2 separate regions of the Mus musculus genome follow, and region 2 is linked to region 1. The links are chromatin contacts, called in public HiChIP or PLAC-seq maps. All regions are on one chromosome and are shown on one strand. The core of a region is the stretch at or near the end of the contact, and the rest is flanking DNA. Distances in the headings are between cores, read along the strand shown.

Region 1 (4,980 bases), core at 1,869-4,368:
CAAGGGGCCCATGCAGCCCTGAGGGATGGATCTTGTCCTTGTTAGATGATGGGAAAAGAGGCTCAGTCCTGAGGCCACAGCCTGGAAGAAGAGATGTGACTTGAGGCCTAACCTCATCCAGGACGCTGGGACATCCTGGGGTGGAGGAGGGTAGAGTACGAATCCCAAGGGTCCTCAAGTTTGACTCCCAACAAAGGTCCAGAAGCAGATTCTTGCCAGGTCCTGCTTCTAGAAAGTTCTCAGTCAGTGTGGGGAAGGGGACAGAAAGACATGACATCATCGTGGTTGTCCCATAAGTACAGGCTTGTGGATGAAGGCTTGCATGGCTTACCTGGACACAGAGGAAGGCTCATGCAAATGCCTGCAGGGCACGGGTACCTACCTCCTGACAGATACCCAGTGTCAGGAGACCTGGTAGTTAACTGCCTAACCCCTCAGGGAGGGAGGGAGGGGCTGAGCCACCGGCCTGCAGCTACCCTTGAGAAAGATGGCTGTGTGCACTGGAGAGCAGAGTTTGGGGAAGGCGGGTGATGAAGCTAGTGAGGAAAAGGCAAAGGAGGCTGCAGGACCAGTGTTGCAGCTCAGGTGGGAGAATGCTGGCCTGGCACGCAGGAAGCCCAGGGTTCAAATGCCAGCACCACATAAACAGGAGTGGTGGAGCACACCTTTAACCCCAGCACTGAGAGGATCGGAAGTTCAAACTTGGAATACATGAAACCCTGATGATGATGATGATGGTGGTGGTGATGGTGATGGTGATGATGGTGGTGGTAGTGGTGGTGATGATGATGATGATGGATGAGTTTGGTGACACATACATTTAACCCCAGCACATGAGAAGCAGAGGCAGGTGGATCTCTATGAGTTTGAGACCAGCCTGGTCTACACAGAGAGTTCCAGGCCAGCCAGTACTACGTAGGGAGACCCTGTCTAAACATCAAATGAGTGATAATACAGAATAAAGGAGAAGGAGACGAGGCTGAGAGCTGTGGCCTTGGGAATGCTGGGCAGAGGAGACTCCAGGAGAGGAAGGACGGACCTGGCTGCCAAATTGGCAGCAGAGTGAGAGTGGTGAAGAGGACCTGTATGGGGTGCTTCTCTTCATGGCTCCCTGCCGCCCCACCTGGCGGGACAGCAACCCACCAGCAAGGCTGAGGAGGAGTTCCATGGCGGGCCTCTGGGTCAGGCTAGAGGAGAAGCGGGGGACAGGGGACCTTGAGGAGCAAGGGGAGCAGGTTGGCACCGGGCTGGAACATACACGCACCTGCGTCAGGACAAGGGTGGGGCCGGGGTGGGGGACGGGGAGTCAAGCTACTGCCACATAGAGGTCGACATGACAATGGTGGGAAACAAAGTCAGAAGTCCTGATCGGTGCAGCGGACGGACGCCATGTTGCCCCATTCGGTGCAGCCAGGCCAGATCCCCCAGGGGAGAGACAGAAGCCAAGTGCTGAGGAGATGGGCTGGCCTGGTGCTCGGACCCCTGCCTCTGAGGAGTGTGTCAGGCCATGGAAACAGCACTGGAGATGGTGGCTTGGGAGAGGCTTGGGACCAGAAGGGCTTTGATCTCAAAACAGAGCTTGAGTTCTCAGTGAGTCACAAACTCAACACACAGGAGCCGGCAGCCGCCTGGGGTACACAAGATCTAGCGGCAGGCTGGAAGGGTCTCCAGAGAGAAGGGCACAGGGGCAGGAGCTGGAGGGTGCCATGGACTTTGGAGTCTCACTGACCTAGCTTTGTGAACCTACACATCCACCAGGAGACCTGCAGAAGACCGCCTGGTCCCCAGAGCAGCATGAGGGTAGCAACTGTCCCTGCCCCAGGGGAACAGATGCCTGAAGGGGAAAAAAAAAAAAAAAAAAAACACTTGGCACGGGGCCAGCAAGCAGGGGCCATCGACAAATACTCTCAAATAAGAATAACAAATAATACGGAGGGAGCCAAGGGGCTTGAGGCCGGGAAGCGGCAAGGTCAAATCTGTGTTTTAGAAAGGCAGGGCAGGAGGAGGAGGAGGTAGCCTTGGGGAGAAATGAAAGGTCGTGCCCTTCCTGAGGTATTTCTCTGAAGTCTGTGGGAAGTTTGTAGTGTCAGGTTAAGGATCTGATCGGTTCCATGTTTGGTTTTGATCTAGCTGTTTCCTCGAGTCCTCTCCCTTGGAATCCGCAGGTCTGAGCAAGAAGGTGGTCAGGGCTCTGTCCAGTCAGGCTGTGAGAGGTGGATTTCAGCAAGGAAGCCAGCTGATGGGAAGAGAATATGGAGAAAGGCAGTTATTATAGACAGCATAGATTTGTGGAAAGATCCAGGATAGTAGGGGTCAGACTCAGGGCTTCTGTCCCCATGGGACAGGGTGGTTGGACTCTCAGTCTGTCCCTTGGGGGACATTGAGTAGTGAGCTTCTCTCTGAGCGAAGCCCTCTTTCCACAGGACGTGGTTCACAGCTTCTACTGGGGAAGACGCTGGCATCTGTGAGGGCACCCTGGGACCGTGGCTAGCCCAAAAGTCTAGGATCAGATGAGAGAAAAGAAGAAAGAAAACTAGCTACAATGATAATATATTCACATGGTATTCTAACCATGCACCAGACTTTTCTTCAAATTCCCTGACCCTTGGATAAAAGAGAACGAGACTGAAGGTCAGAGAAGCATTGCCTGCCTGGCCGGGATCTCGTGTTAGATTAGAGCCTATTTCCTGGAAGAGGCTTCATTCAGACACAGCAGAAAAGAGCCTGGGCACAGGTGACCTCCTTTCCAGCTCTGTGCTAGCCTGCTGTGTGACCTTGGGTGAGAACCCTCAGTCAGAAGTCCGATCCTCCCGTGTGTGTTGGGAATCCCACTGGCTCCGGTCTGTCTTTAACCTCGCACATAGTAGGTGCTCCATGGAGGCCGGAGCCCTCTTCCTAGGGCTTCCCTGGCTGGGGTGATTATCTCCATGGAATCCACGCTGTGAAAATAAACATGAACTCAAGTGGCCCCAGTCTCCGTGGCAGCCAAAGGGAAGCTGGGTCCCCAGCCCATGTCTGTTCTAGGCAAGAACAAACGTTTCCCTGTAAGCTCTACCCCCACTGGCTTCTGCAGCCAGCTGGAATGGAGGGGGCAGGGAGAGGCAGGCCCAGTGAGCTCAGCTGCCAGTCAAAACCCAGGCCTCCCTCCCTCCCTCCGGCTCAGCCCCATGTCGGCACCCAGACAGGTAAATGGCCTACAGGGGCCAGCTGGCTCTAGTGGATGGTTTGAGGAGAGAAGGCTCGCATGGTAGCCCTTGGCATGGTTGTTGTCACAGGTGCTATGATTGTCTGTCACCTCCACCCACTCCCCGCCCCCCACCCCAGAGCTCTCAGGGCTGGTGGGAAATGGGGCATCTCAGGACACATCAAAACTCACACGGAACTTGGTGCCTGAGACAAATGAGTTCAAACTCTGGCTCTATCATAACTAGAGATCTTGGGAGTGTGGGGGCTCCACTAAGCCCAGTCCTGCCTGTCGAATCCCGACATCCCGAGTCAGCACAGTGTTCCTGTCCTAGGTTCTGCAACGTCCTAAGTCAACACAGTGCTCCTGGCCAGCTGCAGGTTGGACTCATTAGAATGAGACAACCTCTGGGGGCTGGGGATGGATGGGGGACACCGTGAGGTGGACCTGGGAACCGGGGAGGTGATGGGAGCACAGTGTGTGGGAAGGGTGGAGATCCTAAGAGACATCTTCCCTGGGAGTAACAGTGAGTCACACCACGCAGGGGCTGAGGAGCAGAGGGGGCCTGGACACCACATGGCTGCTCTGAGTGGCAGTGGACATGGCTCTGCTGAGGATGGGGAAAGGACTCAGCCCTCCCTGTGGCCCTAGTAGCCATGCTAGGGGGACCCCCTCCCCCAACCAAACGTAAGCCAGAAGAGTGACTGGACCTTCCTCTCAAGCCACCAGAGTGACAGAAGTCCAAAGGAGGTGAGGCTCTGTGGGGACAGGAGCCCAGGGGCAGCAGTTGGACCCCAGCCTGCATCTTTCTTTCTCCCACCAGGGCCCATGGTGGTGGACTGTGTCCTCAAAATGCAATGGCAGAGTTGACAAAGGAGACAGTGGAGCAGCCAACAGCAGATGCAACTGAGAGCTCCTTCAGAGGACTTTACCATACTGCCCCACTGGTGGGAACTGGAAAATCAACTGGTTTCCTTATTTTAACCTGACATTTTGCAATCTTACTAAAGTTAGCTATTGGTTGGTTGGTTTGAGACAGGGTCTTATTTAGCCCATGCTGGCCTTGAACTCACTATGTCGCAGAGGAGGACTTTGAACTCCTGATCTCCCTAGCTGCATTTCTCAAGCATTGGGCTCACAAGTGAGCATGTTAGGTCTGTCTCCTCGGCTCTTGTAACTTTCCTTGTGAGTTGCATAGGGTTTTCCACTCTGTTAGTTACACCATCTGCAAATAAGCACAATTGCACTTTTTAAAGCATGCATTCATTTATTTATTGAGCATGTACACATGTCTCTGTATGCAGGTGTGTGAGCATGCGTACTGCAGCATGAGTATAGAGGTCAGCGGACAACTTGCAGAAGTTAGTTCTCTCTACCAGGTGGGTCCGAAGGATCGAACTCATGTCATCGGGCTTGGCAGCAGACACCTTTAAACTCTGAGCCATGTATTGGCCCTGTGCTTTTTTTTTTTTTTCCTTTCAAAAATAAAACAGCAACCAAGATTAACCTGTGGGGAAGACAGCCCACTCAGAACCTCAGGGCCAGCCTGCTGTAGGCTGCTGTCCTTGGAGATCTGATTACACTCCTTCCCCTGCTGGGTGTCAAAGGGTTTGTGACATTAAAGCTGAGAAGGTGCCTAAAGTTGCCTAAAGTTGGGAACAGAAACCATAGAGCTGGCCTCTCCCCTGTGGGCAGAGACATGGAGAGCCAAAGATCAGACATTTCAATATTCAAGTAACAGTAGTTTTTCTTTAATTGTTTTTATGTTCTACTTAATTATTGCAGAGGCACAATAG
Region 2 (5,276 bases), core at 2,634-5,133, 280 kb before region 1:
GCAGTGCCAGCCCAGGCAGTTTTAGTTGCACTCTATATCCCTCTGATCGTGGATGAACCTACTGCTCCCGTCCCCGGGCACTGGATGCATTAGCTCTTAAGAATAATTGCTAATGAGGGCCAGTGAGATGGTTCAGTGGGCAAAGGTGCTTGGTGCCAAGCCTAATGACCTGAGTTCAATCCCTGGGGCCCACATTGTGTTGCTCTCTGATAGCCACATGTGGTGTGTGATGGCACAGACACACACACATACTCTCACACATACATACATCATACATACATACATCATACATACATACATATACACACACATACACATATACACAAACACTCACATACACACACTGAATGAGTGAATGAATATTTTAGAGAAAATTTCAAGAGGACAATTACCTCTGCAAAATTATTTTGTAACTAGTCATGCAGTGAGATGAAGCAGTGTCCTCACTCTGACTGCCACACACCCCATTCTCTTCTCTGTGGTTAGCTGTGCCCCTTCCCTCCCACCTTTCACCCTTGTTCTTGCCCTCTCTCCCTGCCCACCCTCACTGTCCTGCCTTGTTCTCTGGTGGTAAACACCTCTACTTGCTGGTCCAACTCACCACCGGTTCTTCTTACAGATTTTAAAGAAATTCTTGTTTATTGTTTCTATTTTAAAAATTAATTGGATGGTTTAAATCTACACAATAAGAACTAGTGAAATAGGAAAATCACACAAAAAATAAAAAGATAAAAAACCGAAACTCTGAAAAATGGCTAAATGTGCAGAAACGTGTGGACATGGCACACCATGATGCTTCCAGGCATTACTAGTCAGAAGCAGAGTGGCTCTGGTGCAGGCCTGAGCAGTGGCTCCTCAAAACCAGAACTGGGATTTGAAATCGTGATGGTCAGGAAGGTGCTGATTTAGCCACACCTGACTTAGACCTTAGCCATAGCCTAGATAATAATGATCACTAAGGCTTAGAAGAATTGTTATTCTCTCTCTCTCTCTCTCTCTCTCTCTCTCTCTCTCTCTCTCTCTCTCTCTCTCCCTGTGTGTGTGTGTGTGTGTGTGTGTGTGTGTGTAAAATCCAGAAGAGGGCCTCAGATCTCCCGGAACTGGAGGCACAGCAGGTTGGGAGCCATGTGACATGAGTGTTGGGAGCTGAACTCAGCTCCCCTGAAAGAGCAGTGCCTGTTCTTCATCACCGAGCCATAGCTCCAGCCCCAGTCTCTGAAACATGGTGGTTTCCTGATCTTAATCCCTTAGCTCGTAGCTAGGTGGTCAGTACTTGCAGCACATTGCCATAGGTTTAGGTAAAGTTCACTTGGCTTTGAGCTGCTTGGTTTGCCTCTTGTCCCTTAACCCCAGGGTGACCACACAGTTCCCTAACCCCAGAGTGACCACTCAGACCCCTGACACCAAAGTGATAACAAAATCTCCTTGACTTCTTCTAATACAATTGTGCTAATTTTAAAATTATTTTTTTTATTGAATTTTGTGTGTGTGTGTGTGTGTGTGTGTGTGTGTCTGCCTGTGTCACAGCACATATGTAGAGGTCAGAGAACTACAGCTGGTAGGAGTGAGTTTTCTCCTTACTCATGTGGGTTTGAGGTTTGAACCCAGGCCATCAAGCTTGGCAGCAAACACCTTACCTTCTAAACCATCTTGACAGCCCATCCCTTTATTTTTTGCTTTTGGGACTTCTATCTATTGGAGAGTGTGAGATAAGGATATAGTTTTCTTCCCAGTCTAGAGGCGATCATTCCACGGCTGTCTGTCAAATAACATTTCTTTCTGCAAACAGTTTACATCATATCTTATTTAGACCAATGACTCAGTGGGCAAGATTCTCTGGGTTTTACTTAGTTCTGTTCATTTGGCTGTCTTTGGGGTACTATTATCTCACCATTTAAAATATCTCTTGCGCCAGTGAAATGGCTCAGTGGGTAAAGGAATGTACCCCAAAAGGCTTGAGGATCTGAGTTCAAGACCAAGGTCCACACAGTGAAAGGGAAAGAAAACCGAATTGTCCTATGACCTCCACACACGGCACATGGCACACGGCATGCCTGCCCACTCATGCAGATACACACTCATAAAAAAACACGTTCTCTAAGTTTATGAAATTATAAATCTTAGAGGGAATCCAGATGGGGCCAGCCAGGTGGAGCTGTGTAGCGCACTCACTGCTGAGACTGCCTGGCTGGCTTCCATCCCTTTGACCCATGTGGTGACTGAGACAGTGGACACCCAAAAGTTGTCCCTCAACGTCCACGTGTTTGCCATGGTGTGATGCATGCATCAATACATGCTCAAGCACACACAATAAATAACATTTTATTCTGCTATTTTATATGTGCGGGTGATTTGCTGGCTAGCATGTCTGTGCATCCTGTTAGAGTACGGTGGCCTTGGAGGCCAGAAAAGGGTATCAGATCGCCTAGACCTGGAGGATGGTTGTGAGCCGCTATGTGGGTGCTTGGAATTGAACCTGGGTCCTCTGGAAGACCACCCCCTGCTCTTAACTGTTTAACCATCTCTCTAAACCTCTGTGCACGCGCACATGTTGTATGTATATTTTTTTGGTTAATTTTGGAACAACTTGTAAAATTCTACAGAAAACACCACAAAGTTGTAAATGCTGTTAACATTGGTTTTAACTATTTGGAGGTGAACGTCCTGCATTTTCCAAACTGCTTAAACTCTGTAATTGGATGCTGAATTTGTTAATTTTCTCACTGCTATGACAAGTTACCTAACCAACTTAAGAAAAGAGGAGTTTATTTTATCATACATTAGGAATGTGGGCCATCATGACTGGGAAGGCATAGTGCATCATGACAGGAGTGTGAAGGCCTGCCATGACCAGGAAGGCATGCAGCAGGAGTGTGAAGACCCACCATGACAGAGGAGGCATGCAGCAGGAGTGTGGAGCAGTTGGCCCCACTGTCTACAGTCAGGAGCAGAAAGTGATATTTGCTGGTGCTCAGCTCACATCTTCCCTTATGCTCAGTCAAAGTTTTCAGCCCAGAGATCCTAGTTTTACTGTGGATCATCCCACCACAACGTAATCTAGGTAAGACTCCACAGACACGCCAGGAGATTTGTTTCCATGGTGATTTAAAACCCCATCAAGTCCACAACTAAGATGCATTCAGTAAGAGAGCATATCTTTGGACAGGGATAAACATTGGTGGAGTGCCTGCTTCTTGCAGCCATAGTCCCAGAAACTCACAGAGGCAGAGCCACCCTCTGCCCTCCTGTGGATTAAACTTTTCAACTGTTAAAAGGGAGAAACATGGCTTTTGTGAATTGGAGAAGGATTAATGTTCTTAAGAGCTAAATGAAACAGGTTGGAATTGTGTGTTCTGTGTGGGTTACCGTGTGTGACGCACACCTAGTAAACAACTGTATTAACGATATTACTCATCTCCTCCATGTTTTTGTTTCTACTTTGCCTACTTGACTTGACAAAGACTAAACAATGCAATAATGTCAGGGTAGCTCATTAAGACAGTGATGGTGCAGGATTCATCTTGGTACTCCTAATAGCTTTTGGTTATATATTGCTTTTTTTAAAGTACCATTTATTAGATTTTTTAATATAGAAAATGTTAAAGAATAATCCTACCATCAACATAATCCTTAAAAAAATTGCTCAGACAAAGGGGGAAGAGGGAGGGGGAGGGAAAGAAAGAAGGAGAGGGAGGACTGAGGGTGAGAGAGAGGAAAGAGGGAGGGAGGGAGAGGGAGGGAGGGAGAGGGAGGGAGGGAGGGAGAGGGAAAGAGGATGAATTCAGATCGTCCATACAAACAAAGCCTCAAGCTCTCCGCTTCGTTATCTGCTGTGGTTTGTACCTGGAGTGTTCTCCGTGTTCTGTGAGTTTGTCACAGACCGTGAGAAAGAAAGTAATCATAGCAGTAGTAATAATGTGGTCCCTTTGAAAAGTGCCTTCATTCAGCTTTGGCCTGACCACAGATGAATGAGAACCACGGGCTCCAGCTCCCACCTGCTAGTCCAGCTTCCATCCTCAACCCAGACCAAAAAAAGTTTACAACAGAGACACGGCCAAGCTGGGAGCTGTGGCAGGATCCTGAGCTTTATAAACTTTAAAATAGGATTAAAAGGTAGAGATGAAACCATGCGTGCTTTCAAACAGACGGACGGTGGCAGAGGGAACCACAAGACCTGAGAGTCGTGTAAGACACAGTCTGCCCCTCCTGACCGTCCTGACCCTCCTGACTCAGTCAGTGAGGAAAGGAAGGAAAGGACCCACATTAAAACAAAACAAAAACCAACCAACCAACCAACCAAAAAACCAAAACTGGTCTTTGTGCTCTTGTGGTGCAACCACCATTCTGAGCTGAGTCGGACCTCTCTCTCTCTCTCTCTCTCTCTGTGTGTGTGTGTGTATGTGTATATATTATGTATGTGTATATATATATATATTGTCTCACTTGGGCTACTCTGAGTCTCAGGTGCTCTTATTACGGGATGGAGAGCAGGTCTTCATGCCTCACTCGGATTTGATATCCAGGATGGAGCTATCAAGACACTATCAGACGACTAGGGCACGTCCCTTTCCTTTGTTTTGTTTCATGGCCACAGTTGAGCATTTCCCTCCACATACATCCTCTCTCCATGGTGCTTGCTGTCTTGTCCCTTTCCCAAATCAATGGGGCCAACTGGTCACCCACGGGAACCCCCAATGCTATCTTTGCAAGTTGATGATCTCAGGCAGTTTGTTATAATAACCCACTCTCCTTAGGGTGACCCAAAGGGAGCCACCAGAAGCGGTGTGTCAAGCTTCACCCATGGTGTTGTCTCTTTCCACCATCATTGTCCCACAGAGCCTCCTGCTTCTAGAAGCTCACAGTGAGTTGAGTTGTTTTCAGAACTATGGTCCACTGGGTTCATACCCTGCTCCTCTTGACAATGCCTCTTGCTCTGAAGGTTATGCCTAGAACACCGTTCTAGTTTTATTTCTGTTGCTGTGATCAAATAACCTGAGAAGCAACCTTGATGAGTAAAGGTTAATTTTAGCTCACAGTTCTGTGTTCTGATCCATCACAGTAAGGCAGGAGCCTCAAACTGCTGTTCACATCACAGCCACAGTCATGAGCAGAGAGAAACGAGCATACACATGCTCATTGGTCAGTTTGTGCGCAGCTATACCCTTAAACAGTTCAGGACCCCCTACCTAGGGAGTGGTGTTGCCCATGGTGGGCTGGGTCTTCCCAATCCATCACAGACACACTCACAGGCCAATCTGATGTAGACAGTCCCTCAC

What was found. HiChIP or PLAC-seq counts read pairs in DNA pulled down with a chosen protein or histone mark.
Region 2: an H3K27ac HiChIP or PLAC-seq map of T-cell acute lymphoblastic leukemia shows a contact between it and region 1, with 4 times the contacts expected there. The contact joins two enhancer-like sites. A contact is called at or near these places in 3 of 484 Hi-C or Micro-C datasets (cerebellum, embryonic stem cells and myocytes) and 1 of 115 datasets of contacts at active chromatin or transcription factors (T-cell acute lymphoblastic leukemia).

The regions. Positions count from the first base shown.
Region 1 is chr2:33,663,614-33,668,593 of GRCm38.p6, reverse strand. No RefSeq gene overlaps it. Among named protein-coding and RNA genes, the nearest start is that of C130021I20Rik, 25 kb to the right of the region's middle. Within about 2 kb of position 3,118, at least 50 of the 459 cell types and tissues checked have an H3K27ac peak or open chromatin away from gene starts, as enhancers often do. A contact at or near this core is called in T-cell acute lymphoblastic leukemia, where this site is marked.
Region 2 is chr2:33,944,973-33,950,248 of GRCm38.p6, reverse strand. The region is part of intron 1 of Gm39793 (a long non-coding RNA gene); the gene reads left to right. The region is part of intron 1 of Gm13404 (a long non-coding RNA gene); the gene reads right to left. Among named protein-coding and RNA genes, the nearest start is that of Gm13404, 5.4 kb to the right of the region's middle. Within about 2 kb of position 3,883, at least 3 of the 459 cell types and tissues checked have an H3K27ac peak or open chromatin away from gene starts, as enhancers often do. A contact at or near this core is called in T-cell acute lymphoblastic leukemia, where this site is marked.